Regions from separate parts of the Mus musculus genome. Here all the other regions are linked to region 1. Evidence: chromatin contacts called from public HiChIP or PLAC-seq and promoter capture Hi-C data. All regions are on one chromosome and are shown on one strand. Each heading gives the region's core, a stretch centred on a gene start, on an enhancer-like site or on the middle of the called end of the contact. The rest is flanking DNA. Distances are from core to core; before and after follow the strand shown.

Region 1 (6,947 bases), core at 1,178-3,677:
GTGGCTACTGACTCCTTAAACAAAACCAAACCAAACCAAACCAAACCAAACCAAACCAAACCAAACCAAACCAAACCAAACCAAACCAAACCCCCAAAACCAAAACCTATGTGAATTCTGCTTCACTAATTTCCCTTGTGTTTTACAGAAGGTGCCGGCATCAGACGCCTGTGTCCGCAGGCTTTTCTTGAGTAGGACTTGGAGGTTGTTTGGTTAGGGAAGGACTGAGATAAGGTTCCTCTTGGGGTGTGGGTATCTGGGGTTGTGCAGGGTAAAGCTGGCTATTAACTGGGGATAAGGGGAAAGGGATCAGCACTGATTCGACTCACCAGAAAGAGAAATTCTAGAAATTCCCAGTGGTTCATGCCTGTGATCTCAGCACTCTAAACACCGAGGCAGGAGGATTGTGAGTCCAAGGTCATCTCGGGATGTGCATGGATACTCTTGCCTTTATAATTTTCATACTTATTACTGATTCAATGACATTGAATAAGCAGAATTCAAAACAGATTCCACTTACTTCTTCTCTCTCTCTCTTTTTTTCTTTTGAGACCAGGTTTCTCCGTGTAACCTTGGCTGTCCTGGATCTTGCTTCACAGACCAGGCTGCTTGGAACCCAGGGATTTGCCTGACTCTGCTGTCCAAGTGCTGGGATTAAAGGCTCACCGCCATACCAGACTCTTTACTGTGTTTTAATGCCAGTGGTAGGAAATATAGCTAGCAATGTGGCTCTCACTTGTAGTTTACAATGGATGTTTATGGCACACCATGATGCAGGGTGGTATCTCTACTACAAAGGAGTCCTCAGTCGGTGAGGCCAATAGGAACATATTCCAGGGCAGGTACAAGACACCAGAACACGTGGAGATGTGAACTGGAGCCTCCCCCAGCCTTTGTTGGTTTCCTTCTGTTAGATCGCCATTCTGTATAGCTCCCGTTATTGTCAGAGGTCCATCCCTCTGCTCAAACACTGATGCTGTGTCCCTGACACGCCCAAATCAGGCCAAGTCTCAGCACAATTAGCTGATTTCCCTGCCAGTTCCCCTATCTCCCCAGGGGTTTTGATCTCTGGCCTAAGTGACTTTCTAGTTTCAGTATCACTCTTCAATTTTTTTTCATCATTTCTGCTGGTCCGGGTGTTGAGAATGCGCCATCGATAACCCTCCATTTCCCTCTACGCAATTACCAAGCTTTAGTCTCACACCCGTCCCCCTTCTTTTTCATTCGGATAGTCATCTTCCACAGAGGTTCCTACAGAAGTTCAAACTCTCCTCCATAACTCTTCCTCTCCTAGTTTCTTAAGATTAGAACTTTGTCTTCTAGGAGGCATAAAACTCAAACAGACATATGAACAAAAAGCCGCTGAATTGAGATAGGCCCTGAGCCCAGAAATTAGAAAGGATGGCTTGGAGAATCTTGTGGGGGAATGGAGACGCCTCACTCGTTGTTAAGGTCACAACCCTGGCAAATGAGTCAATAACTAAGGTCCTGCCAGGCTGGAGTGATGGAGGTTGGGGGCAGCTAGGCTGGGTGATTCAATTGGAACAAAGGAGGCAGCCACTCTTTTCTATTTGAAAACCTGAGCGAGCTCTAATCAGCCTAGCGCTAGGGCTTTCTCTAATACCTGGGGAGGGGGGTGGGTGTCTAATCTGACCTTTTCAAGACCCTTCAGTGGGTGTGTCTTCAGACGTCTGGGGGGGGGGAGGCGGGGAGAGTGTGTGTAAAGGTGGGCGAATAAGGCAGCGTTTGTGGATGGTGACCCGGGTCTCTAGGGGATTAGAGGGCTTGTGGGGCAGAGGTTTGTGAGGCACCAGGAAACACACCAGGTTTCATTACTTGCAGCGGTGAGCTCTGGGCTGGGAAACTGAAGTTGTTGCTAGGAGGTGCTGTCTGGGACGAGCCTGGTCTAGAAGGACTGAGCGTCCGCGGGACTCACTCAAGGTCATTGTTCCTAGCAACACGAGGGCTGTGGGGAGTCGGTGTGAGCTCCGAAATCTTTAAGGTCAAGACTGCTTTTGTGTTTCCCCGGCAGTCAGTTCACAGCCGGCCACGTGGGAAGTGAGCAAACTAAGTCCTTCCAAATCGAACTAAACTAAAAGACAGGAGACAAAAGCACAGGCTCTTTCCCACTCCACGCCGATTCTACCCACGCTTGCAAGTTATTCTTACTCTCCCGGAGCGGACAAACCCAGGCTGAAGGGAGCAAAGTCCTAACCAGGGAAGAACAGAGGGGTCCGCTTGAATCCCCTAGGAACGTAGGGTGGGCGAGTGGGCGTGTGCACAAGCACGTGCCCTCACGCAAGAGTGCGGGGGGGGGCGGTGCGGGGGGGGGCGGTGCGGGGGGGGGGGGAAGGGAGTGGTCTCCATAAGGGGGAGGGGAGAAGGCAGGGGGGCGGGGAGAAGCAGGCTTTTTAGGACCCGGCAGAGGCGGGGGAGGAGAAAGAAGGCAAGGAGGCGTCTCCCGCATTCGTCTGGGCCGTGCCACCTGCCCGCTAGCTCGCTGCACTACCGTTGCCCACAAGCCAACATGCTGCCGAGATTGGGCGGCCCCGCGCTGCCGCTGCTCCTGCCGTCGTTGCTCTTGCTGCTGCTCTTGGGCGCGGGCGGCTGCGGCCCCGGGGTGCGCGCCGAGGTGCTGTTCCGCTGCCCACCCTGCACGCCCGAGCGTCTGGCCGCTTGCGGGCCCCCACCCGACGCGCCCTGCGCCGAGCTGGTGCGAGAGCCCGGCTGCGGCTGCTGCTCCGTGTGCGCACGGCAGGAGGGCGAAGCATGCGGCGTCTACATCCCGCGCTGCGCCCAGACGCTACGCTGCTATCCCAACCCGGGCTCCGAGCTGCCCCTGAAGGCGCTTGTCACAGGCGCGGGTACCTGTGAAAAGAGACGCGTGGGCACCACCCCACAGCAGGTTGCAGGTAATGCGGACTGTGAGCACTAGTTTTGGGCTTGGGAGAAACTCTCTCGTAGCTCAGCGGGTTCTCCTGGCTGGTGACTCTCACGTGGGAAAAGAGAGTCCGACGGGACCCTGGGACTGATGTAGAGGAGAAAGAGCTTAGACCTTAATCAGATCCAGGGAGACTCTTGAGAGCGGGAACCCGAAAGACAAACCCGGGAGGGAGGCTGCGGGTGGAGCAAGCGGGATTTGATGGGGTAAAGGAGGAGAGGAAAGATACCTTGCCACCAGGGTCTTCCTTAACGGGACTTAGCGGGGAGGAAGGTGGTCTGATCTAGGGGCTGAGGGGGTGGAGGTGGGGGTTGAAGAGCCTGTAGGAACTTGAAACTCATTTGAAACAAAACTTGAGTCAGTGACCACCGGTCGAATGTTTAGCGGTGGGCGTGCTGCTGGCTGCCGCGCACAGGTGACACTGCAGACCTCGGGTGAGAAAAGATCGAATGGAGAAGCTCCTTCCTTCTGGCGTTGGGAGGTGAGGAGAAGGGTAAGGATGCACGTGGAGAATGGAGCGGGCTCCATCTGTGTAACTTAAGCCGGTTGGCCAGCTGCGTTCCGGCACCCTGGCTGTGCGTCTGGGCCTCCGGTCAGAATGCTGGAGCCGCTTGAAAGCCAGGGGAGCTACAGCTCTTAACGCGGGTGTGTGTCACACCGTACCTCCTCCTAAATCTAGGGAACTTTTTCTGTCTCACGGGATGGGGAAGGTGGGGTTCTTTGTTAAGGAGCCCTTCTTTCTCAAAAGAAAAAAAAAGTTAAGGGACACAAGCTGACTGCGAGGAGTTCACTTTTTTTTCTTCACGGTTTGGAGAAAGCTGCAATTGTCTTGGGGACAGCGCTGAATTTTAGCTAATGTTTAAAAGGAGGCTTTTACTATGTTTCTTAGACTGGGGGTAGCCTGGAGAGATAGGAGAGAGAGAGAGAGAGAGAGAGAGAGAGAGAGAGAGAGAGATAGGAGAGAGAGAGAGAACAAATATCTTCCCTGTTTTTCGATTTCTTTGTGCGCCCCTCTCTTTCCCTGGCTCAGCCACTGTCCCTTTCCCAATGGAGTCAGAGGTCAAGTTTGAAGTCTTGTAGTTCTTGAGGCATTTTTGACCTTGACTACAGAGCAAGGTGGAGCTTCCTCAGAGGGGAGTCCCAGGGTTTCTTCTCTCTCAGCCTTGGGTTTGATCCTTGCTCCTGTTTCTAGGTAATAATAAAGGAAAAGAATTCCGCTTCTCAGGCCCCTTCCTCCCTTATTACCTCTGGAGCCCCAGAGGAATTTTCTTCAGCAGGCCTTGCAGAATCCTCCGGATATTGACTGTTTTACTAAATCTGGTGTACTTTCCTCTCAGAGTTTTATTTTCCTCTCAGAGTTTTATTTATTTTTTCCTCCCCACCCTTCGTTGCTTTCATTCTAAGCCTGTGAAATTCAGTCTTTCTGCTTCTCAAAACTCTTAAATAGGTTGGAGTCTTCTGCAGGCAACAGATGTGGCAGGTTCCCTGGGTCACTTTTCCTTACTGGCTGCGGGGATGGGGGTGGGGTGAGGGGGGTTGTCAGGGAAGCCAGGGGACAATGGGGTGAGTTCATGGGAAGAATGTCACTCTGGATTTTCTGCCTGGTTATGGGACTCCGTTCTGCTGGCTCATTCGAGTGGCCGCCTCAGCCTTCTCTGAAGGTCCAGATGCCTTCCACATTTTTCTCTTGTGTTTCTGTCTGGAAGAGGGGATGTTAACCAAGGTAGGGGGTGGGGTGGGGGCGGGAGCTGGAAGCTCAGAAGTGATCAGCTGCACAGCAGGGCTCTCAAAGGGGTCGTTTGGGAAGGAGCCTGGTTTTGCCAGGTTGGCCAGATGAGAGGCAAAGGTAGAGGCTTCTGGGCTCTTTGGGTTGGGACAGGGACTCTAGAGGCTGTACTGAGAAGGAGATATTATACATGGTCCAGACAGACCTTAGCAATGAGGGAGGCCGCTCCCCACCGTCTTTGCCCATCTTCTGCCTTCTCTGAAAGCTGAACCCTCCTCCCCCAAGCAGCATTTCTCTCTGAGCAGGTTGCTTTTGAGAATTTTAAACATACCCTCTTATTTCCACGCAGCGAACCCCAGCAGTTCCGGCTTTGCTGTTAGCTCTTTTGTCTTTGTTCCCAGGGACTCGGGGACTGTATTGCTGGCTTCCTGGGGATGGCAGGAAGGCAGGGGGTGGGGGGTGGGCACATTAGTGAGTAGAAGAAGTAAGTGGCTGGTCGTGATCCTACATCCCAAGGGGTGATGGGCTGGGCCTTTTGGTTCATAGAAACAGAAATCAGACTGGCAAGGGCTGGAAAAAAATGAGAAAGGAACTCTGAGAACTGTCACAAGTCCATGCTTTGTAAGGATGTGGGAGTGGGAATGGGCACAACTACCTAAGAAAATTGGAGGCGGGCGGGGAGTGGGGTGGGGTGGTGGTGTCAGGGAGTTTAGGGGAGGGTAGGTTTGGGCCAGGCTAAGCCCTTTCAGAATTCAGGCCAGGCTGGTTCCTCAGCATCTCCCCGGTCTCCTGCCTTCCTGTCCCCTCTCTGCTTTATACAATGCAGGGGATTATGCAGAGGGGCGGGTCCTGCCCAAGTGGCCTTCTGGCCCTTAGCACTTATAAAGGTGTTATAGAAATGTTCAAAGTCCCAGGGCTGACAAGGGCTGGCCTGCTGATGGGTGTTGAGTGGGGAGGCCGGGATCTAAAGGCCCTGGGGAGGGGAGTGGGGGGAAAGAGGCAGGTCCTGATTTACAGTGGTTCACTTCGGCTTCAAGATTAAGGGGGAGAAAGCAACGGGACTTCTGGCTCAGAGCGCTGCTTTGCATCTCGTCTTGCATAAATTTGCATACCGAGTTCAAAACCGTAAAATAGACTCTGGAATGAGTGGGACCCACTGTCTCAGCGGATTCTTAGCACCACCACCTTCTTAGCACCATCAACTGGCCCTGATTCTCGACAGAACTTGAACCAGTCTGGCTAAGTTGTCCTTCACTGAGGGCCTTAGAAGGGTGAGACATATGCTAGGTAGGGGCTACTGCCCTAGGACATCTGGGGGACCCCTGGTGTTGGTTGGCTTGTAAACTGAGGAGGGTGTGGCTCTGCGCCAAGGTTTTGGAGTCAGGGCAGTGGAGGGACCCAGAAGACAGATACTGCTTCCTTGGTTTGCCTTAGCCCAGGGGAAGCAGCCTCAAGGTCAAGTCTTTGTTCCTGTTCTCTGCATTTTCTCATCTACAAGGGTCAGAAAAGTTTCCTGCCCAGCTTCTTTTGTCTGGCAAAGATGACCCAGTTCCTTAAAAGATGGAAGGAAGCTTGAAAGAGCACAGATCATGTGGGCTGACAGATGGCTCAGTGGGTAGTGAAGGTGTCTGCTGTGGCAACCTGAACTTGATTCCCCGAACCTGTGGAAAGGTGGAGGGAGAGGTTCTGCTTCATGAATTTGTCCTCAGATCACATGTGTGCCCTGGCCTGTGGGCCCACCCTCCTATGCACAATAACAAACAATTATAATTTTTTTTAAAGAAAAACTTGGCTGGGCAATAGCCTCACATGCCTTTAATTCCAACACTTGAGAGGCAGAGGCAAGGCAGATGGATCTCTGTGAGTTTTGAGGCCATCCTGGTCTACAGAGTGAGTTCCAGGACATCCAGGGCTACACAGTGAAACTCTGTCCTCCACAAGAAAACCAAAAACCAACCAACCAACCAACCAACCAACCAACCAACCAACCAACCAACCAAAAAACTTGGGTAATAATACTAAAGATGTTAGAACTATAGAAAACCCTTCAACAAACCAGGGCTGAGGATACTTTGAGTTGGGAACCCACAGCTGTGTTGTGAGAGGCTTCTCTATGAAGCAGCTCTTAGCCAGCGATCGAGTTTGCTAGTGAGCCAGAGGAAGAGGGATGCTTGAATGGCTCTGTCAGTCCCCCTTAGCCCAGGTCTTACAGTGTTCAGGAAAACTATTTCCTGAGGGCGGGCGGGGCAACTCAGGGAAACTGACCCTGTAAGTATTTTG
Region 2 (6,947 bases), core at 1,951-4,450, 1.6 Mb after region 1:
AGTTCTGTCCTTGGGACACACATGGGTGGATTCTCTAGCTCCACACATGTTTTGTGACACATGCTCACACACACAAAAATAATGATTTAACCCACACCACACCACAGGGTTTCTCTGTGTAGCCCTGGCTGCCCTGGAACTCACTTTGTAGAAGAGACTGGCCTTGAACTCAGACATCTGCCAGCCTCTGCCTCTGCCTCTGGAGTGTTGGAATTCAGCCAACCTGTCTGACTTACCAAGGCCCAAGATCAGGGATAAGGTTGGCCATTTCCAGCCAGGGGCCGGCACTTAGTGCTCCTCCATCCCCGTGGCGGCCCTAAAGACCTCAGCCCCAAAACTCAAATTGAATTTAAGGAAAGAGGCCTACCTTAGGGTTTCACCAGTCAGTCCTCGCATACCTGCTTCCGGGGAGCCAGCTGAGGGCGTCCTACCAGACCTCCCGTCCAGTCCATCCACAAGCAGGAAACTGAGGTGGTGAAGGGAAGGACCCTTGTCTCAGGTGCCCCAGAGTATCCTGCTTAGTCCCGGATAGCAGTCCACACCATTGTTTTTCTTGGGGATGAGTATTAAAATAATAATCATCTTAGGGGCTGGAGAGATGGCTCAGCTGTTATGAGCACTGAATGCTCTCCCAGAGGTCCTGAGTTCAATTCCCAGCAACCACATGGTGGCTCACAACCGTCTGTAATGGGATTCCTTCTTCTGGTGTGTCTGGTATACTCATATACATAAAATAATAAATAATAATCATAATAGATTGTGTGGGTAAAGCCCACCACCAACTGCTGGGTGAGGGGAGACGGCAGCAGAGATGGAGCCATGCTCCCCTGCAAGGAAACAAACAAACAAACAAAAACAAACACTGCCCCCACCCTCCGGACTGGCAGTTTAATCCTCACAATATAGCACTAGAACAGGGCGAGGGCTACGGAGCTTCTGGCAGAAGGTGGGAACTCTAGGCTCTCTGGCTCCCGAAGAGACCCCCCAGCTAAGGCCTGAAGGGGGTGATAGGTCTTTGTTTGGGGTGGCTTCTGAGGACTGGTGTGAGCTTACAGGGCAGGTTCATGAGTGTCAAGGTGGGGGTGGGATGTTAAGGAACGATGGAAATCTGAGGCCGCCAGCTGCATGGCCCAGTCGCTGGACCCGGGCTCATTCAACTTCGGGTCATACATTTCCTTTTGGGAAGTGTGCAGGCCCAGGTAAGAAAGCGAAGGCACCCCTGGTGGGCTTGGCCAAGAAGAGGCGCTCGGAGAGAGTTGGAAGGGCCTGGGTTGAAGGCTTCACTTTCCCAAGCTGTCCCCTCTTCTGTCATAAAGGCAAGAAGGGGATCGTTCCAAGGATCCCGAGTCAATTAAGAGCGCGCGCCCCTGGGCACCAACACATGGGAGGCAAAGACCTTGGGGTGTAAGGATGGCAGCGTTATGGCTCCCTAAGGGCAGAAGGGTCAGGGATCAGCGCCCCACACTCGCTGCTCGTGCGCACGCAGAGCAGGGGCCAAGCTCCCAGCCCGCTATCTGCTGGGAAGCCACAGGACGCCCACCCCACCACACCCGGCCACAGGGCCCAGGGGAGGAAGTGAGGCGTGCGTGTGAAGGCTGGGCATTCGTGTTTTTAAAATTAAGGCGAATGAAAGGAACTTTGTAAGACAGGAAAAATAAAAAATAAAAATAAACGAACCGCAGCCCTAGAGCGGCGCAACTGAGGGGCTTCCTGCGAGAAGGCTCTGTATGCAAACGCAGATTCAGGCTCTGGCTGGGGTGTGTCACTACAGATCCGGTGACACGTGTGTTTAAAATCTGAACGGTTGCGGTCTCAGGCGCCCAAGGGCGGGCGCTGGGCCCTCCCTCCGCGGGCGTCCCCTGAGCACTCGGGAGCACAGCCAGCCCTAGACGGGGCCCCTCTAATAATCACAGATAGGGGCGGTGGGGTGGGGGTGGAGGGCCTCTAAACAAGGTGGTATTTCTTCTAGTTCGATGGGATTTGGCTCTGCCAAGGACGAAGGGGCACGTTTCAAGCCGAGGGAACAGCACGTACAAGATACAAGGCGCCCTGAGCAGCAGAGGCTCGGCTTCTGCCAGGGTTTGGCAGGGGAAGAGGGCGAGATTTGCTACAGGACAGTCGGTAAAGGTAGGCGCCGAAGTGGACTTTTCAATCCTGGGATGTTCTCGAGACTGCAGGGAATGCTGATAGTTACAGTTGGATCACGAACATAATTTAGGACTGGAGAGGTTCATCAGCCGTTAAGAGAAGTCCCTGCTCATGCAGGCCACCTGAATGAGTTCAGGTGCCAGCACTCAAGGCTAACCACTGCCTCCAACTTCTGCTCCAGGCGATGGCGCCCTCTTCTGGCCATTGAAGGCTCCGGCATTCATACACATACACAAAAATAAAATCAATCTATCTACAATTCCACAATTTGATGAGTTTGCATAACTGGGGCTAGCAAAGAATGCCTTTGGGGGGGGGGAACGGGATATTCACAACGTTAGACAAAAGACCCATTGTAGAGGCGGTGAGAAGGCTTGGGGGTAAAGGTGTCTACTGGCCAGCCTGACTACCTGAGTTTGATGCCTCTCCCAAAGAGAGGAAGAAGAGAACTTCTGATCTCCACTCGTAGAACGTGTATCCTCCTCCACACATAAATATAACTTTAAATTTTTTAGGGGCTGGAAAAATGGCTCAGGGGCACATGTCACTCTTAAAAGGACTCTATTTCCGCTCCTAAGGCCCACACCGGCTATTAACTCCAGTTCCAGGGGGATCTGACGCCCTCGTCCGGCCTCAGAGTGCACTACAAATATGTGGAGTACATACATAAACATATATATTTTTACAGGCCATACACATAAAATATTTCAATTAAAAAAAAAACTAAAACCCATTTTACAGAAAGTTAGCGTCATCCCATTTTCCAGAGGAACAAACGGAGGCAGATCGTGTCAGCACTTTGGAATGCGTGGAGGTGGAGCCCCGACGTCCTCGGGCACTCCCCGACTGGGCGCCTGGGGCGGGCCTCAAGTCCCGGGGCTCGGTGGCCCGCAGCGGCGGGTTACGGCTGTCCGCTCTGCCACGCAGCCGCAGAACGCTCGGTCCGGCCAGCACACCGCAGGAAGAGAGGCGACGCCCCCTGGATCTCCGCAGCAACCCGGCCCGCCTCCCAGCCCGCCGGGCCCCAGAAGTGATGAAAGCTGCGGCGGAGTCCCAGGCGCGCCGAAGCCGTTGCCCTTTTAAGGGGAAGCCTTGAAACGGCGCCCGGGTTCCATGTTTGCATCCGCCTCGCGGGGAGGAAACTCCATGTTGTAACAAAGTTTCCTCCGCGCCCCCTCCCTCCCCCTCCCCCCGAGAACCTGGCTCCCCTCCCCTCCGAAGCTCGCGGGGATCCCTCCCTCCCACCCTCCCCTCCCCCCCGCGCCCCGATTCCGGCCCGAGCCGGGGGGGAGGCCGGGCGCCGGGGCCAGAGTCCGGCCGGAGCGGAGCGCGCCGGGCCCCATGGACAGCTCGGCCGTCATTACTCAGATCAGCAAGGAGGAGGCGCGGGGCCCGCTGCGGGGCAAAGGTAGGCGGGCGGCGGGAGGGCAGAACCGGACTAGGGGCCGTCCCCGCGCTGCGGTCGCTGCCGCTGTCCCGGGCGCGCGCCTCGGCCTGGCCCGGCCCGAGCCCCGGCCAGTGCGGCCGAGAGAGTTTGAACTCCGCGAGAGTCTGAGGCGCTGGGCGGGGCCTGGCGCCACCAGTGCGCTCGAGGCTTCTCGTAGTGGGGAAACTGAGGCAGAAGGCGAGCGAGGGGCTGGCGGGCTCCCGGGCGTCACCCCCTCCCCCAGTTTGGCGCCAATGGGACGAGAAGGTGGGGGTGAGGCGGCCACCCGGCCACCCGCTGAGGCTCCGCCCCCTCCAGGCTGAGGTCTGGAAGGGGTGCCGAGGTGACAGCGGGCTGGGGAGGCTTGCAGGGATCTCCCGCCAACTAACTCACAGCCAGGTTCCCACAAACTCGGGCGTCACGCGTGGAGGTGCAGACGACACCTTCGAAGGCAGAGAGCCCCTAGCCTTGCAAGACAGACTTGGGGGCCTTGTATCCAGCTGGGCACGCGACACCCAGGCTGCAACAGGCTAGGCCGGTTGGCCTCGGGCCTGTGCACGCTTGCACCCACCCTGTAAGGGGTGCTGCCCGCCTATGCGGAGCCCCTAAGGCTCGCAAGAGTGGGGCTCACCCCTCCCTCCCCTGTGTGAATTTCAAGATTGGGAAGTCACTCCGGGTTTGTCCACTGTCCAGTTCCTCGCTCTTTGGGGGTTGGGGGGGGGGTGGCCTGGAGGCAGAAAGGATTAGAGAAGAGGCTTGGTGGGGGTAGGTCTGTCAATTTAGACAGGCCGCTGCAAAGAGACGGGGCGGGGTGAAGGAGGTGGGGCCGGTGGGGCTGACAGCCCTGGGACACTGGCCTCTGGGCCCAGGCTCAATGGGGACTTTGGACTCACTGGGTAGACAGAATGGAGGGAGAGTGGGAGTGGACGACAGGGCCCTGAGCCCTGAAGGTCCAGAGCAGGGGATGCTCAGGTAACGTCCACCTGTGGGGTCAGATGATTGAGAACCAACCGTGAGAAAAATCGGTCCCCTCCTTAAGCCATCTACTTCTTAAAGTGGCTGCCTTCCTAAAAAGCCACACCAGATTTCCTTAAGACGCTGAGCTGCAGGGGCCCTGAAGTGGCCCGTGGTGGGGCTCATGGAAGCGGGGTTCTCTGGAGGACAGCCAGCCAGAGCCACCCCCATGTGTCTCCTGATGGAGGGAGAATGCTCACATTCTCTGTGCTCAGGGATTTGAGACTGGAGTGCATGCAGCCCCTGCAGGCCAGTGTGCCCACATTCACGTCTTGCTTCAGGTGACCAGAAGTCAGCAGTTTCCCAGAAGCCCCGGAGTCGGGGCATCCTCCACTCCCTCTTCTGCTGTGTCTGCCGGGATGATGGGGAGCCCCTACCTGCCCACAGTGGGGCTCCCCTGCTGGTGGAGGAAAATGGCGCCATCCCTAAGGTTTGTGGCAATTTGGATGCACCGAGACCTAGCCGGAAGTAGACTTGGCAGATACAGATAGGGGTATAGGCCCGAACTTCACTGATACACGTGCAGATCCTAAAATGTGCAGAGGGAGGGCGCTTGCCTGCTAGGTCCCCCCCCCCCTTTCCAGCCCCACTGCAGCCTCCCAACCCACAGTTATGCCTTCCTTGCTGGTGGGAACTTTATGAGGTGAGGAAAAAGGATCCATATATCTTACCCCTGGCTCACAGTTTGCAAGACTCCAAGCTGGGGAGGGGGTAGAAGGTCTGGTCGGGTCCTCAGATAGAGAAATTTGGGGAGGGAAGCCCCTGTAAGAGGTGCCCTTCCAGCCCAGCCCTCCCCACAGCACACCCCAGTCCAGTACCTGCTTCCCGAGGCCAAGGCCCAGGACTCAGACAAGATCTGCGTCGTCATCGACCTGGACGAGACCCTGGTGCACAGCTCCTTCAAGGTGGGCCCTGCCTGGCACCTCTCAGCCTCTAGTCTCTTGACAGGGGGAGGTCTCTGCTGGATTTCCACCCTTGGGATTCCCTCCCCGCCAGCTCCAGCCATTATTCTTTCCTTACAGCCAGTGAACAATGCGGACTTCATCATCCCGGTGGAGATAGATGGAGTGGTCCACCAGGTGAGGGTCAGAGGGAGGTGGGGAGCTTGGTGTCTGCACTACACCCAGGTTCCTCCCACCCTTCTTGAGCGAGTCCCCCATGGAACTTTAATAGATGGGGCGTGTCCAAAGCTCAGAAAGAGTGAGAACCCAAGACTACCTGGTACTCCAGAGATGGAGCCAGACTCCCAGACCTGCACACTGGGCTCCTTCTGGTCCTGTCTTGTGCAGCCCTCTTTCCCCTCTTACCCCTACTGCCCGGGACCCAGTTCAAGTAATTCAGGATAGGTTGTGGTGCTGACCAGCCTGTTCTCCATTACTTGGCTCGGGGGCCGGTGCCCTGCAGCCTTGGGGTGAGAGGGCTAACCTGGACTCCTGCATTTGGATAAAACCAGTGTGGGAAGGGGAGTGGCTCCCACTAGGTGAGGTGGGACCACGGGAATCCTATTCTTATCTCTTTAGGAATGGGGTATGGTTGGGGCAGCCTCTCTAGACTGCCCTTCCTCCTCCACTGTTCCTGTCCCCCTTTTGTGGATCACCCCTAAGCCTGTTGGCCAGCAGCTCCCTCACTGGCTCGTTCCCCAGGTCTATGTGCTGAAGCGGCCCCACGTAGATGAGTTCCTACAGCGAATGGGCGAGCTCTTTGAATGTGTGCTGTTCACTGCCAGCCTTGCCAAGGTGAGCCATTGCCTGGGGTCTGGGTCACCCATATCCTCCCTCCCACGTTGAACATGCAGCCCTGGACATTACTCATTCTGAGGTGACTTAACCGCCTACCCTAGTACGCAGACCCTGTAGCTGATCTGCTGGACAAGTGGGGAGCCTTCCGTGCCAGGCTGTTTCGAGAGTCGTGTGTCTTCCACCGGGGGAACTACGTAAAGGACCTGAGCAGGCTGGGCCGAGACCTGCGGCGAGTGCTCATTCTAGACAACTCACCCGCCTCCTATGTCTTCCATCCAGACAATGCCGTGAGTACACGGGACCCAGTGGCTGAGACACGGGACCAGGGCATATGTGGAGGGACCTCCCCAGCCCTGTGTGTGGCGGTAGTGGGGACTGGTAATGTCCTATTACCTGTATCTGCTCACATATCCCACTCGGCCTATGTATGGAGGGTCCTCACCTCTGGCTGGGGTCCCCATCTGACAGTCTTCAAAGCTGCCAGTCACGGCCTGTAATGGGATGGAATGAAGGTAGTGAGTCCCAGTTAGGATCCTGCTGAACGAAACAGTAAGCTTAAGTATATTTGTGGACATTTTGCACACTGGTATCTACAAATGAATTTCACTGTCAGCTGCCAG
Region 3 (6,947 bases), core at 3,165-5,664, 1.2 Mb after region 1:
TAAGATTTGTTTTTATTCTTTGAATTATGTGCATGTGCATATACATGGGTGTGGATTTGTTCACATGAGTGCAGGAACTCATTCAGGCCAGAAGCATCGGATCTCTGGAACTGCATTTACATATTGTTGGAAGCCATTCCACACAGTGCTGGGAACTGAACTCAGGTCTCCTGCGTGAGCAGCACGTGCTCTTACCTGCTAAGCCAGCTCTCCAGCCCTGATTTTGGATTCCTGGTCTACCTTCACCCAAAGAAATCACCGTGACAACTCAGTAGAAACTCCCTCATGCCAGGGACCAGGGGGACCAGAAGCGGGCCATCAATAAACATGCATGGATAGACCATCCCAGCCATTCTCCCTCCACCCAAGTCAACACCAGGGCTTCATCCTAAAAGTGCCCAGAAGAGTGAATAATGAGGAATGGGAGTTTCCTAGACCAGGCTCACCTCCCCATTGCTCCTAGAGTTCTATCTGCCACTCCAGGAGGGGACTGTGACTCCCTGAAAGGTATTGGCACTGGGTGTCCCACCAACCTAGAACTTCTGAATGATCCCATACTGCAGGGACCAGAAATGTGTATCTCCAACGGGGTCTCAGATGGCTCTAAGAGCAGACAACCCAGCCCACGCCTGACTGCTGTTAACTACAGGGTGACCAAAAGGAGGTTGCTTGTCCTTGCTGCCCACCAGCATGGCTGCCTAGTGAAATGCATGTTGAGCAAGTAGAATAAAGGCCCCCTATGAAGAGGGCCTGTCTCCCAGCACAGGCTAGTCCTTACGGCTAACCTCTTACCCTGAGGTTCCCCCATAACATGGAGGTCCACCTCACCCAGTCCTAGTCAAACCCCTGTCAGCCTTCTCTGAGCCATAAGATTTAGTATAAAACTACAGGCCTCAGCAGAGCGGGAGAAACTCGCCCTTCCTGCCAGGGATCATCTGAGTACTGTCCCCTCTGCCCCCACCCCTTCCCCTTGCCAGCTGGAGGCCAGCCATGGGCAAGACTCACCATCAGTCAGATGCCTTCAACACACTGTCCCACATGTCTCCCAAGGAGCTAAAAATTTCCAAACACCCAGACTGCCCTCCAGAGTTCATAACCCCCAGCCCGGCATGTATGCACCCCCTCTACCCTAGTTCTCCAGGACTAACCACTACCAGCCTTAGATTACCTGAAAACAGAAAAGTGCAGGGACTGGTCCCAGCTAAGCAGAGTCAGCTAAGGCTGCCCAAGCTCACATGGCACAGTGGGGAAGCTCCTATGGACCCACTAGGACCTGCTTTGGGTCACCCTGTAGTTAACTGCAGTCAGGCATGAGCTGGGCTGTCTGCTCTTAGATCCATCCGGGACCCTGTTGGAGATACTCATTTCTGGTCCCCCCAGCTGGGAATTCAGAAGTAGCAGCCTCAGACAACTGCCCTGATTACACCACAAGTGTAAGCCCCCATACAAGGACACACACACACACACACACACACACACACACACACACATATACACACGCATGTACGCACGTACATACACTAACTCTCTGGTTGACTTTTAGTCTTAGAAAGAAAAAGATGTTTAGTTTTTTATGTATGTGCATGCATGTATGCACCTGAGTGTACATACGTGTACTGTGTGTGTGCAAGTACCTGTGGACCAGAAGAGAGCATCAGATCACCTAGAACTGACGTGTCTGGTCACCTGACATGGGTGCTCGGAACTGAACCTAGGTCTTCTGCAAGAGCAGTAAGTGCTCTTAATTATTGAGCCATCTCTTCAATCCCTGAGTTTTCTTCTTAGAACACACTGCCCTCCAACACTCTATTTTATACTTAATAACATCCTTTAGAACGTCCTGCCTCTCACTGACATATGAGCAACGTCCACTCTGAGGATAGAACAGTGCCCAGCACACTGTGAGCCCTTGGGAAGTATATGTGGTGTGAACAAGTATCCTTGCTCTCTTCTCTGATACCTTATTATGCTCAGCATTGATTGGCACCCAGCAGCATCCTAGGTCCCCTGAACATAGAAAAGCCTTTACCTTCATCTTTGTTAAGTTTTAGGTAAGGACCTTTTGACACCATATGTACAAAGGCATACACACATGTATAGACATAGGCACATGCACACTACATCCTCACATGCTGCTCCAAGACAAGTTTTAGAGGGCCTTGAAACTTTACCGCCCCCCGCCCCCGCATCCTAATCCATAATAGGAACTGAAGTACAGATGGAAGACCTGCCAGCATCTTGAATAAATACAAGGTCTGCCCCAGGCCTGCAGAGCCCATTCCCACGGTCACTTCCCTGCCTCTCTCCTGGGGTCAGTTGGCATCTCAAAGTCAGCTATGAGGCTGATTGATATAAAGTCTAAACAAGGACAATGCTGGCCTCACCCAGGGTCCCTAAGCCCTGCCAGGCCAGGTCTGGACATTGAAGGTGGATCCCCATCACACCTGTCTTGCATTCTGCACAGTATCCCTGTCCCTGAGACCACTGCTCACATCTTTGCACCCTAGCTGCCTCACTGCCTCTCCCTACAGCAGCCATGATCCTGAGGCAGCTTTTCCCAAGGCTAAAGCAAGAACAACAGCTTTGACTTGCAGCAGACTAGGGACCAGGTGCTGCTGCTTCCATTACAGCCCTGAAGGTTCCTTGGAAAATGACCTTAACTCACCTCACAGGGAGACAAGTGAATGGTGAAAGACTGCAGTGGTCACAGGTAGAGAACGGGCATTTAAACTCTGCCCCTTATAGGCTCACAGCCTCTCTCAGCCTCTTGCTCATTCCCCCCAACATTCCCCTCCCTCTGCTCTCTCTGTGCATGTGTGCGCATGTGTGCGCATGTGTGCATGTGCGTGTGTGCATGTGCGTGTGTGCATGCACCTGAATGCACAGATGTGGAGACCACAGATCAACATCATGTATCTTCCTCTGTCACCCTCCACCTTATTTTGCAATGGGTCTCAATGAACATAAGGCTTACTGATTTGGCTACCCTGGCTGGCCAGCAAGACCCAGGGCTCTTCCTGTTACCACACACTGCTGGGAATTCGGGTAAGCATCACTGGGCCTGGTTTTACACGGTGCTGGGATTGAACTCAGGTCTCTGTGCTTGCACAGCAAGCACGTTTCCTACTGAGCCTTCTTCTTAGCTCCATTCAACACACTTTTGGAGCCCCAAAGGCTGGCGACAGCAGACCCTTACCCAGGTCACCAGTAGGAACAGACATCTTTCCTGTACTTCCCTGGGAAAACTGGGGAATGGACTGCAGTGGGAGAGGCTACTATCAGACAGCAGAGAACTTCCTGAATTTGCTGTGAACCACAGGGTGGGTAAGGAAGCTGCATATCCTTTCTTCAATGTTTCCCCCAAAACAGACACGCATGCCTTTCCCTCTCTGTGCACGTGCTACCTCTCGCTGCTGACTGAGCCAAGAAGAGCATGTCCTGGAAGATTGGGAGGCTGGCCCACCTGCCTGGGGACCATGTAGTAGAAATTCATTGGTGGCCTGCTGGGAGGCTAGGCTGGGGGGAGGAGAAAAATGTATCTGTGGGCTGCTGTTCAGAGGAAGGAAATGCCGGGGCTTGGGGATGCCCCAGCCTGAGCCCAGGGCTCGGGGGCAAGAGGGAGGGTGCAGAGTGCAGACTCAGCCTCCAGAGGAACATTCTGTCCAGAACACTTCAAACCCTCAGCTCTAGCTTGCCAGATCTCTCTGCTCTTGTCCCAAGGGAAGTCTGTAATCTGGGCAGTTTGGAGCCAAAAAGACCCCGTGGCATCACATCTACCACCACATTGATGATCTGTGAGGTCACCCAGCACTACCTATCTTGGAGGGGGAAGGGCCTGGGAGGCAGAGGGGCCAACCAGAAGGAACTGGAATTGCTCAGACCCAAGACACAGGGAAGGCTATTCTGGGCTCACTTTTTCCCCAAAATAGAACCATAAGTAGATATGGGGTTGGGTGCTGAGAGGCAGGGGGACAAGGCATAGCATTTGGGGACATTTAGCAGAATATGACAATAGGCTGCATACTGGAGGCATGGCCTCATAACATCCCCATGAGGGCATCCTCTCAATAGAGATAATGACAACAGCAACCTATAGGCAGCAGCAGTGACAGAGGAAGCCAGAGACTCTCACCTTAAAAGCTTGCTTTGGGTCAGCTGCCTGCCCAGGCTTCCTGAGCCTTCATTCTACGTCAAGGTCTCAGGGGCTGGAGAAGGAACATTTGGCTCCTCTTCTGGCAATTTCCCGGAGGGTGCTTGCTTCTATGTGAGCCCAGGTCAGCCCTCCAAAGCTGTGTCCCTGCTATGCTCCACCCCAAAGCAACAAGAGGCAACAAAATGGGCACGGGAACAGCTGGGACTGAAGCAGGATCCTGGGCAGGCAGGAGGCCCAGGTGGCAGGGACGCTGACCTAAATGTTCAGGGTAGATTGCTGCCAAGGTCACTGCCTCTCATAGACACACTCAGCCATCAAGGGGAAAAGAACAGGCTCTGGTGATTAAGTGGAAAGCTATGCTGACTTCCACACACCCCCGAGAGGAGCGCCAAGCAAGTCCCTTCCTGTCTCAGCCCCTCCTCCAAGCCAACCCTAAGGGGCCCAGCACTACACCACGGGCTGAGGCTGGGACACCCAGGACCTCCTCTCCAGCCCCATATCAGGACCAGGCTAGAATACTGAGTATTCCCTCTGATCACAGCTCTCCTCCCACAGAGGACCAGGTCTACCATAAGGCTTTGCCTCCTCCGCATCCTTGAACTAATCTGGCCCAGAAACCCTAAGACCCTACTGGATGTCTACCCTAGTCCCTTCCACCTGCCTTCCCCTTCCTGTCAAGCCACCCCCAGCTGGCAGCAGATTCCCACTCTAAAACCCTGCCATGGGTCAATTGCCTGCTCAAGGACCCATAATGGCCCTTAGTACTTAGCTCTCAAGGTCCTGTTCTCCACCCAGACTGTGAACTCCTCTAAGCCCGGCCCCTCCCTCTCTAGTGCCAGAGTCAATAGCTGGCCCTTTCCTCTCCAGCAGAGTACATTCCCATCCCCATCTTGCCAGTCAGGGCCACCAAGTAGGTGTCCAGACCAAGGTTATACACAAGATCACAGGGTCTACTCTCCCCCAGCGAGAGCAGGCTGTCTGACTTTTATACCATATTTGCTTGCTTGCTTCTGCAATTTGTACCAAGGTGTGTGATCTACCATCTTCTAGAGCTCCCCCTACTCCTTCCTCTAAATCAGCCTGGCCACAGAGAACAGACTTTCCAAGGCGTAGCACAAGTGAGTTCATTTATTCTCCTGAAACCCAGGGCCCCCCCTGGTGAGAGTCTAGAGTTGGGCACAGATGCATTCTATGGTATGGTTTCCCTCTGCCTTGCCTTCTGATCTGGCAACCCTGTGTGCCCTGGTCAGCCATCCCAGGCCAGACTTATACCTCCTGGGCACAGCTCTGCCCCAAACACCAGGCTGCTAAAGCAGGCAGGATCCTCTCCCACTGGTGGTCAAAAAGAAGCTTTGACCTCTGACCTCTGGGGACCATGACACTTGCCTGCCCTGAGAAAAGACAGGATGTGAGCGGGCCTGAGGAAACCCAAGGAACATTCGCTGGCACCCCACACCTAATGGGTGTTAGTGACTAGTGAGGGGTTCCAGCAGCAGACATCAGTTATCAGTTCCCCATCCCAAGACAGCCCAGGTGGGCCATGTCTGATGTTTGAAACCTCTTCCTGCCTCACAAACCAACTAGCCCCATGACCATCTCCACCTCCTAAATGTTGCTTTGTTCTATTGTTCAATAGAAAACAAATCCAAACACCTCAAGAGCGGCTTCATGCTCCTAGCCCTTCTGGACTGTACAACCTCCGGTTGTGCTTGAATTGGGCTGTATGACCCCTCCCATCTCCAGCTGCTGGGGTCTTTGGGAAGCTCAGGCCCACAGACTCCCTCCCTTTGGAAGTCAGCCTCAGGTCAAGCTTGCCTTCTGGCATGGCTCCATTTTCCAGAATTTTCTAAAGATGGCCACCCATGCCCCTTTCAGCACCTTGGGATTAAATTCATCAGACCACAAAGCCTTCCCCCCCTGTCCCTCATCCCCCCCCCACCCCCCGTCACAACTCTTGATGGAGAAGATGAAATATGCAAGCTAGTCTCTGGTTTTCCCACACCACTGTCACTCTCTCCATCTTCTTTTCTGGCAGTTTGGTGTTTTGTTTTGTTTTGTTTTGTTTTGTTTTGTTTTGTTTTGTTTTTTTAAGAAAAAAACAGGATCTCATCATAGACCAGGGTAGCTTTAAATTCAATACATAGGTAGCTGAGGATGGCCTTGAACTTCTGATTTTCTTGCTCCCACCTCCCGAGTACTGAAATTACAGACATGTGCCACCACACCCAGTTTCATGCCAATCTCTTGTAACAAGAGGCAGCTGGTGTCTGCTGCTGCGTACCCTACAAGGGGTGGTGTGGAAGCAACCCTTTGAATAGCACTTTAAAAACCTTAGGGTTTACGCTGGAGAGATGGCTCAGTAGTTAAGAGCACTCACTGCTTGGTGGTTTGAATGAGAATGGCTCCCATTGGCAGTCATATTTGAATGCTTGCTCCACCGTTGGTGGAACTGTTTGGGAAGGATTAGGAGGTGTGGCCTCTTTGGAGAAAGTGTGTCACTGCGGGTGGGCTTTGAGGTTTGAAAAGCCAAGTCATTCCCAGTTAGTCTCTAAATCTCTCTATCTCTATTTCCCTCTGATCCCACCCTGGGCTTCTGGATCAGATATAAACTTTCAGCTACTACTTCAGTGCTGTACTGTCCTGCCTGCTGCCATGCTTCCCGCTGGACTCTAGCCCTCTGGAGCCATAAGCCCCAACTAAATGCTTGCTTGCTTCCTTTCTTTTATTCTTCCTTCCTTTCTTTCTTTTTATTTATTTTATTTCTCAGAGTACACTGTAGCTGTCTTCAGACACA
Region 4 (6,947 bases), core at 2,335-4,834, 1.1 Mb after region 1:
CCTTGTAGCTATGCAAATGAGGCTGCCGGGAGAACAGAGGGGGCGAGAGAAGGAAGCTCTGAGGAGAGGTTCCTCCTCAGGTGATACTGGGCACAAGGGCAGCAAGTTTGGCTGCCCACATATTCCCTCTCTAGCTTGACTCTCTACCTCATCCAGGTAAGCCCAAATGCTGACCACTCACTGCCTCAACAAATCCTTATTGGTGGCTAACTAGGGGAGTGGCTGTTTGCAAGTCCATACTAAAACTTAGGCAGAACTCCTTCAGAACAGGGTCACAGAAAAGGGCCTTGCCTCTTCAGAACAATGCCCTAGGCATGAAGTTCTAAGTGAGTCCACCTACATCAGGCTATTTCAAAATGCAGATTCCTGGGTCCTGTAACAGATCTGCTATGCTGGTGCCTCTGCAGAGGCATTTGGAAATGAAAGGGTTAAACACACTCCTTGGCAGTTCTTCTGCCATGGAAGTTCAAGAAACACTGCCTCTGACTACTGAAATTTCTCAGCAATGGAGTGATTTGGGCACAAAGTAAAATATTCTTAGAAGAGCCTTATTTCTGAAAGGCTCAAAAAGATGTTTGCCAGTCTACCTGACCCACTTTGGACTGTAAGTCTTGGGAGTACCGGATGCCACCCCCACGATGCTTGTCACCTCCCTAAAGAACTTTCTTTCTTTGGATCAAGAAGGGACCTTCAGTCTCAGTGTTAAAGCAAAAAAGGAGGGGTACAAATGCTATTGAAGAGAGACCATGGATGAGGGAGGATGCAGGGAGGGGCAAGTCACTCAAGAGGTAACAGCACTTGACTCTCAGGCTCCTGGAGATGCCCAATGGACTCTGCTCCCTGCTGTGAGTCCAGGACTCATCAACTCAAGGACTCACCTCTTTGGGGCGCCCTCCAGGATTGAGGGCAATGGTAAGAGCCAGCTCAGGGGAGACGCACTGGACGGGGGAGCGGACCCCAGGACTACGGGGGGATGTGGCCTCCGGAGACTGGTTTTCATACTGTCCATCACTGGCTGCCCGCCTCCGGAGTGGGCCTGGGGGCTCTGCAGGCTGCCTCTCCCGAGCCTGAACCCCTGGGAGGAAGGGCAGGGTATGGAAAGCAATGAGTAGAATAAAGAATGACATAATCCCACCTAACACCCCCAAACACAAAGGCAGCACCTCAGCTGGGGGCTGAACTGGAGTGGGCCACATCCCCTCAGTCCCCCTCACCATGCCTTCCTGTTCCCAACTTAGCTCAAACCCTAAATTCCCCCCAGTGGGTGGCAGGGGGATTTGCTTAGCTTGGCCTCTGCCTTTAAGAGGAGTCTCTACTCTGCATAGGATTTGGACGGAGAGCACAAAGGACTGATACAAGAAACAGATGTCAGCTCCTTCCAACCCCCAGAGGCAGAAGGCCAGAACTTCCAGAGGAGGGAAGGGAAGGTCTCCAAGGCAACTGCATCAACCAACAAGCAACATGGAGCCTTTGGGAAGGGCTTTTGGAAAGGACTAAACTGCATCATCTTGCACATGGTGCTCCCAGTGGAAAACAAAGGAATGACCAAGTCACGCTCTGGAGTCTCCAACCACAGCAGGCTTCTGTGGTGGTTCTGATCTCAGGGGTCCCCTGGCTTTCAACCAGCACACCCCTGAAACCTCTAAACTAACTCCCCCTACAGCTGCCCTTCAGCAGTCCTCTTCATATCATCATCCGACGGTGGCTGTGGCCACGATGGAGGCCAAGACCCCTACCACATCCTATCCTGGCAGAGGGCAGGCAAAGAAGAGCAAGGGGCTCCGTCTTCCCTGTCCCCACGTCCTGTTCAGTTCACCACAAACGCTGCCCATGTTAGCTTCACCCTGCCTCCTCTCCATCTTCTCTCCCCACAGCTGGCCCAAGGTATGGAATCCATTATTTCACTGTGCTGGCTTCCAGAATCCTAGAATACTGACTTCCCAGGTCTCAGCAGCCAAGGCCCAACCCTGAGGGTGGGAATCCTAGGCCTGATTATCTTAAAGTCTCATCTCTGCCATCATCAACACCAGGACTAATGAAGGGACTAAGGTCACGTGAGCTCGGGACATGAACACACCTCTGGGACCCTCTCCTTAGCCACAGGCAGGAGTGTATGCTTGTACACATACATGTATAAATACACACACACACACACACACAAAATGTTGGCCTTCAGGAATATAGCCAGAACAATCCAGTGGGACTCACCCTTAGGGAACCTAATCCCCTCTCATCCTCTGCAAAGGGATCTGCACAGCCCGCGTGGTCCCCAACCCCTCCCTTGCCACAGCCACACAGTTGCAATGGCCCGCACCACCCAGGTAGCCTTCCTGCTTGATGTAAACAGCAAAGTGCTGGGGCAGAAGCACTTCACTCACACACAGTTACTGTGATGCCCATGCATGGACTCTGGGATGGAGGCTCTGGGGCCTGTCAGAGAATAGCAAGACCAGCTGCCAGTGGTACACGTGATGTACAGAAGGCAGAAGGCACACTAGAGTCTCCAATTTGTGCTGTTAATCAGAGGCAGCTCTCCTACCTGCACAGTAGAAACCAAGACGGACTTCATCCTGTCTGTCCCAAACTTTCTCTGCTCAAATAAGCAAATAAGCCCCTACCTTCAGAATACCCTGATTTCCAGAAAAGAAAAATAGAAGGTGTGTCAGTCCAGAGAAGGGGCTGCCGGGGACATCTACAGAGAGGGGGTGGTTCTGGACAGCTGGAGCCACAGCAGGCTCTGCCAGCAACACTAAGCTCCCAGAACTCGAGCAGCCTCTGGCTTCAATCCCGCTCCTCTTTCCTCCAACCAGGACCTGCCCAGCGCGGGCCTCTGGGAAGTGTGGACCAGCCCTGGCCCTCCTTCTCAGTTTATTCCTGGCAGAAACATTAGAGAGAAGCAGACACAGCCATTGCTTCTCTAATAATGTTGTGACAAAGAGCAACTGGACAAAAGTTCTGGGGGGATGGAACAGAGTTCAGACCCAAGGCAGAGGGAGACATGTAAGAACGGCCTTCGGTTCCAGGGCCACCCCTCACCAGACCGCCACCACCACAGTCTCTGGCAACCTCTCTGCTTTTTCCCTGTTCAGGGGTCCTGTGCTGACTTTTGAAAGGAGATCTGTTTCTGTTGGAGTGGGGGGACAGAACCTTCTCACCCTTCCTTTCCTGGCACTGCCTCAAAGCTCAGGTCCATAGAAGGCAACACTAGAGTAAGACGCAGCCTGTGGTGTGATGAGTTACCAGAAAGGGTAGTCAGGTAGCAAGTATAATTGAATTTTTCCAGATCCCTTCCCTGTCATTGCCAGGATGGCACATGGGAGCATGCTCTGACCTGAGGCAGAGGGATGGACCAAGTGATCTCCAAAAAGTGAGGGGAGTGCAGGACAAAGTTTCCCCTTGAAGAAAAGGAAAGATACCACACACACACACACACACACACACACACACACACATTCCACTGCCATAAGGCTGATCATTCCCAGAGAGTGGTCCATGTCACCAGCAGCCAGGCAGGGCACGCACAGTCTTGGAACACAGTGGCTCACTGTTGTCCCCCTTGGCAAGCCCATCGTTAACCCAGAGTGCTTGCAGAGCTATGGTCCCTCTCTTTAGTCTCTTTCTATGAGAGGAAGCCTGACACAGTAGAGGGGAGACAAGAGAACCTCATTGTTCCTCAGCCAATTGGTGACTCTGGATACCAGCTGACAACCAGGGTCAGAGAAAGAGAGAGCCGGAGAGAGACACAGAGAGAGACAAAAATAGAGAAACACAGAGAGAGGCAAGGAAGAAGCAGAGAGATAGAGAGAAAGGCATAGAGGCATAGAGAAAACAGCCACCTCACACCCCCAAAACTGACTGAATATCAAAAGGGCCCTGCTCCATAAGCAGGCCTTCACTGAGGGCTTTCTCTGTCTCCTGGCTATTCTTTCTCTCTAAGCCTTTGTTTACCACATGGATACAGACAGGAGCACACACACACACACACACACACACACACACACACACACAGACAGAGAGACAGAGAGAGACAGAGACAGAAAGACAAAGAGACAGATAAACAGAGACAGACAGACAGACAGACAGACACAGAGACAGAGAGTGTATATCTTAGCCCCACAAGAAGGGCCACAGAACAAGTGACCTGGTTGGTCCCTAGCTTTCCCTACAGCAGACCTTAGTTAGGAACATAGGAAGCTAAGGAGGAAAGCAAAACCAACAAGGGACTCTGGAAGGTTCTTCCCACCCGGCTGCTGAACACTGAGAAGTGGGATACTCTGATGGTAAGGAGGTGGCCTTTCAGCTCAAAATGCCCCACAATCAGTCCTGTGTCGTCCTCTAAGGGCTATTTTACGCGGGGCTGGCACTGGATCTGCACCCAACACCTGAGAGCTGCCACACATCTAGGAGCAGTGTATTGTCAGCCCTGCCCTCAGTGCCCCTGAGACAGCCCTACAACTAGAAGGACAGTTCTCCGCCCAAATGTCTTAAACCAGATAACATGCATATGATTACATCTCTATTTAGAGACAGATATAGAGCTATACACATACAAATACACGCACCCTCTCCAACACTTTGACAAAGCACTGCCACTCTTTCTGAGTCACACGGATATACACTCCAGAGTCACACAGAGTCACCACGGTCATCAACAAAGGCATCTCCCATAGACCCACATACTTGTTACCCCCCCACCCCCCACAGACCCAATTCTTCTTTCCAGCCTTCCAATCTCCAAAAAGACTGGGTTCCACAGCTCCGGTGGTTGGACTGGGTATCCGGCTCCATGCCCAGGGCTCCAGAAGTAAGGATCCAGGATGGAATCCACCTGCTGGGCCAGGGCACTAGAAAGCCACACAAGAGCACACTAGCAGCTCTAGGGCAAGCCATGCCAGCTCCCCTCAGGACAGGTTCACTGCTCCAGAACCCGAATAGAGCCTGGGCCCAGCTTATGCTACATCCCTCATTGCTGGGCCAAGAAAAAGGCAGAGGGAGAAGAAAGGAGAGGGAGGAACAGGATGCCAGAGCCATCTTCCCAATATCTGTCAACTGGTGCTGAAGGGTCCATGGGGCAGCAGGCATTACATTGCTATCAGGAGTGGAGATCCCCTTTTGCCAAGAACTGCTTAAGGCCATGGCACTGGGGAAACTAGGGTACATGGCTTCCTCCCTGATACTGGCCTTCAGAGGTAGGAACGAGCAGAAAAGGTAGCCTGTATGTCCCAGAAGCTGGGGATACTAGTGGACACAGTCCTAGAATCAACTTAATGGGAACTTGATGTAGGACCAGAATATCTATAGCGTGTCAAATCACTGTGCCACATACGCAAGGCAGGGCTTTCTAGACTCGGGATGTGGGCTCTAAATAGTTGAGAGGCTCATCCAAAGTCACAGATGGGCACAGGCCAGGTAGGTACAGGAAGTGGGTCCTAGCATCAGAGAGGTAGTGGGTAGCAAAAAAGATACTGGGACACCTCTTCTTGTCTTACATGTAGTGGTCCCAGGGGAAACATTGTCTGGCTCTTTCTGAGTCTTGGCCCTGAAGGCCAAACCATCCCATCTGGGGTGGCTGAGGATAAGCAGCTGGGACCCTCACTGGACACCTCACTGGAAAGGCCATCATCTTCCACAGGGCACCCTGAAAGGTCCCTTAACCGCTTCCAAGCCTGGGCTCAGCAGGCAAGGCCAAGCTAAAAGCATCAGACCTTCAGCCAAGCAGAAGGGAGGGAGGGAGGGCCTGGGCAGGAAGGAAAAGAGGAGAGAGGTTCGAAAGGAATCTCATGGGGAAGAGGATGGGAGAGAAGCTGGGAGCTAAAGCAAGGGCCCAGAGCTTCAGAGGAGGAGACTCGGAGGAACCCACCAGAGAGGGAGGCAGATCGGCGCCAGTGGGGAGAGGGTTGGAAGCCGCGGCTCTGCCTCAGGCTCTGTAGTCTGGCATTGTACACTGTCCACCCACACCCCAGGGGAGCCGGCAGGAAGGGGAGGCACCAGGCAGAGAGAGCACCCACCAATGGCACAGGGGACAGGTGGACATGGGACACATTGAGAAGGCAAGGAAACAAGGCATTAAACAACAGGAAACAGAACAACAACAACAAACAAAAAAAAAAAAAAACAAAGAAAAAAATCAGGGTTAGTCATTGTTCCGACTTCGGGATTGGGCCACACATTGGAGGGAGGTGGGAAAGGAGGGAGACAAGAAGACAGGGTGGTACAGGACCTCTGCTCCACCGAAGAGCAGGTAGCTTTCCCTTCTAACCCCAGTAGAGAGAGGAGGTGGCAGACAGTCTGGGGCCTGGAGTCCCATTATTCCCCATGTCAGTCACCCTACAGCATCCAAAAGCCCCACCTTCTCTCAAGGGCACCCACCCTTCTAAGCCCAGGACAGCCTCCCAATCTGGGAACCAAGGTCACATCCCTTGCATCCCTCAGCCCTTTGTACCTCAATCACACTAGCCTGAGCAATCCTCTCCCCCTGGTGCCCTCATTCTTTTAGCTCCTGCCCAAAGCCACTGGGTACCACTAGTGGAGGCCTTGGGATAAGCCTACAGGATGCTATAGAAGGCCCCACTGCATCGCACTGTCCTCTCCTCCCTGACTAACAAGCTGCTGTTGTGTCCCACGGTCTGTGCCAGTGGCTGGTACTTCCCATGTACATTCTGTCTGGCCCACGTCTGGTTGCTTCCTCCCAGCCTTGCTAAGCTCTTCCGTGAGTCACCGGCTATTAGAATCTGACCTTCTCAGATGCCTCATGGGCACCTCACACTGATTTCCCTCTTAGCCAGCTCCTCCCATGTTCCTGCGTCACCCAGGAACACCTCTATTGTTTAGCTGTTCAGGATGAAGACCTGCCTTTGTTCTTTTCTTTTCCTCTTATGTTCCACATCTAGCTGGTTTGTAAATCTTCCCAGCTGAACCTCTCAAACAGTCTACCATTTTCCTCCCAT

What was found. Promoter capture Hi-C pulls out the DNA fragments that hold promoters and counts their contacts. HiChIP or PLAC-seq counts read pairs in DNA pulled down with a chosen protein or histone mark.
Region 2: a promoter capture Hi-C map of embryonic stem cells shows a contact between it and region 1, with 3 times the contacts expected there. The contact joins the promoter of Ctdsp1 here to the promoter of Igfbp2 in region 1. A contact is called at or near these places in 1 of 39 promoter capture datasets (embryonic stem cells), 1 of 484 Hi-C or Micro-C datasets (embryonic stem cells) and 1 of 115 datasets of contacts at active chromatin or transcription factors (astrocytes).
Region 3: a contact with region 1 is called in a promoter capture Hi-C map of liver, with 2.5 times the contacts expected there. The contact joins the enhancer-like site here to the promoter of Igfbp2 in region 1. A contact is called at or near these places in 6 of 39 promoter capture datasets (embryonic stem cells, hippocampal neurons, liver and 1 more), 3 of 115 datasets of contacts at active chromatin or transcription factors (embryonic hindbrain and embryonic stem cells) and 1 of 9 other capture datasets (liver).
Region 4: a contact with region 1 is called in an H3K4me3 HiChIP or PLAC-seq map of stem cell-derived neural progenitor cells, with 5 times the contacts expected there. The contact joins the enhancer-like site here to the promoter of Igfbp2 in region 1. A contact is called at or near these places in 3 of 39 promoter capture datasets (embryonic stem cells, hippocampal neurons and liver) and 3 of 115 datasets of contacts at active chromatin or transcription factors (astrocytes, embryonic stem cells and stem cell-derived neural progenitor cells).

What each region holds. Positions count from the first base shown.
Region 1 is chr1:72,822,053-72,828,999 of GRCm38.p6, forward strand. Igfbp2 (insulin-like growth factor binding protein 2) reads left to right here and starts at 2,428. Exons shown (of 4, transcript NM_008342.3): 1 at 2,428-2,912. The coding sequence starts at 2,528.
Region 2 is chr1:74,388,409-74,395,355 of GRCm38.p6, forward strand. Ctdsp1 (CTD (carboxy-terminal domain, RNA polymerase II, polypeptide A) small phosphatase 1) reads left to right here and starts at 3,201. Exons shown (of 7, transcript NM_153088.2): 1 at 3,201-3,556; 2 at 4,870-5,018; 3 at 5,389-5,493; 4 at 5,611-5,667; 5 at 6,232-6,324; 6 at 6,429-6,614. The coding sequence starts at 3,490. Mir26b (microRNA 26b) reads left to right here and starts at 5,902; the gene lies at 5,902-5,986.
Region 3 is chr1:74,004,242-74,011,188 of GRCm38.p6, forward strand. The region is part of intron 4 of Tns1 (tensin 1); the gene reads right to left. Among named protein-coding and RNA genes, the nearest start is that of Gm39664, 23 kb to the right of the region's middle. Within about 2 kb of position 4,415, at least 129 of the 459 cell types and tissues checked have an H3K27ac peak or open chromatin away from gene starts, as enhancers often do. A contact at or near this core is called in liver and trophoblast stem cells, where this site is marked.
Region 4 is chr1:73,941,032-73,947,978 of GRCm38.p6, forward strand. It overlaps Tns1 (tensin 1), which reads right to left. Exons shown (of 33, transcript NM_001289895.2): 20 at 879-1,075; 21 at 1-22. Among named protein-coding and RNA genes, the nearest start is that of 6030407O03Rik, 80 kb to the left of the region's middle. Within about 2 kb of position 3,585, at least 68 of the 459 cell types and tissues checked have an H3K27ac peak or open chromatin away from gene starts, as enhancers often do. A contact at or near this core is called in astrocytes and stem cell-derived neural progenitor cells, where this site is marked.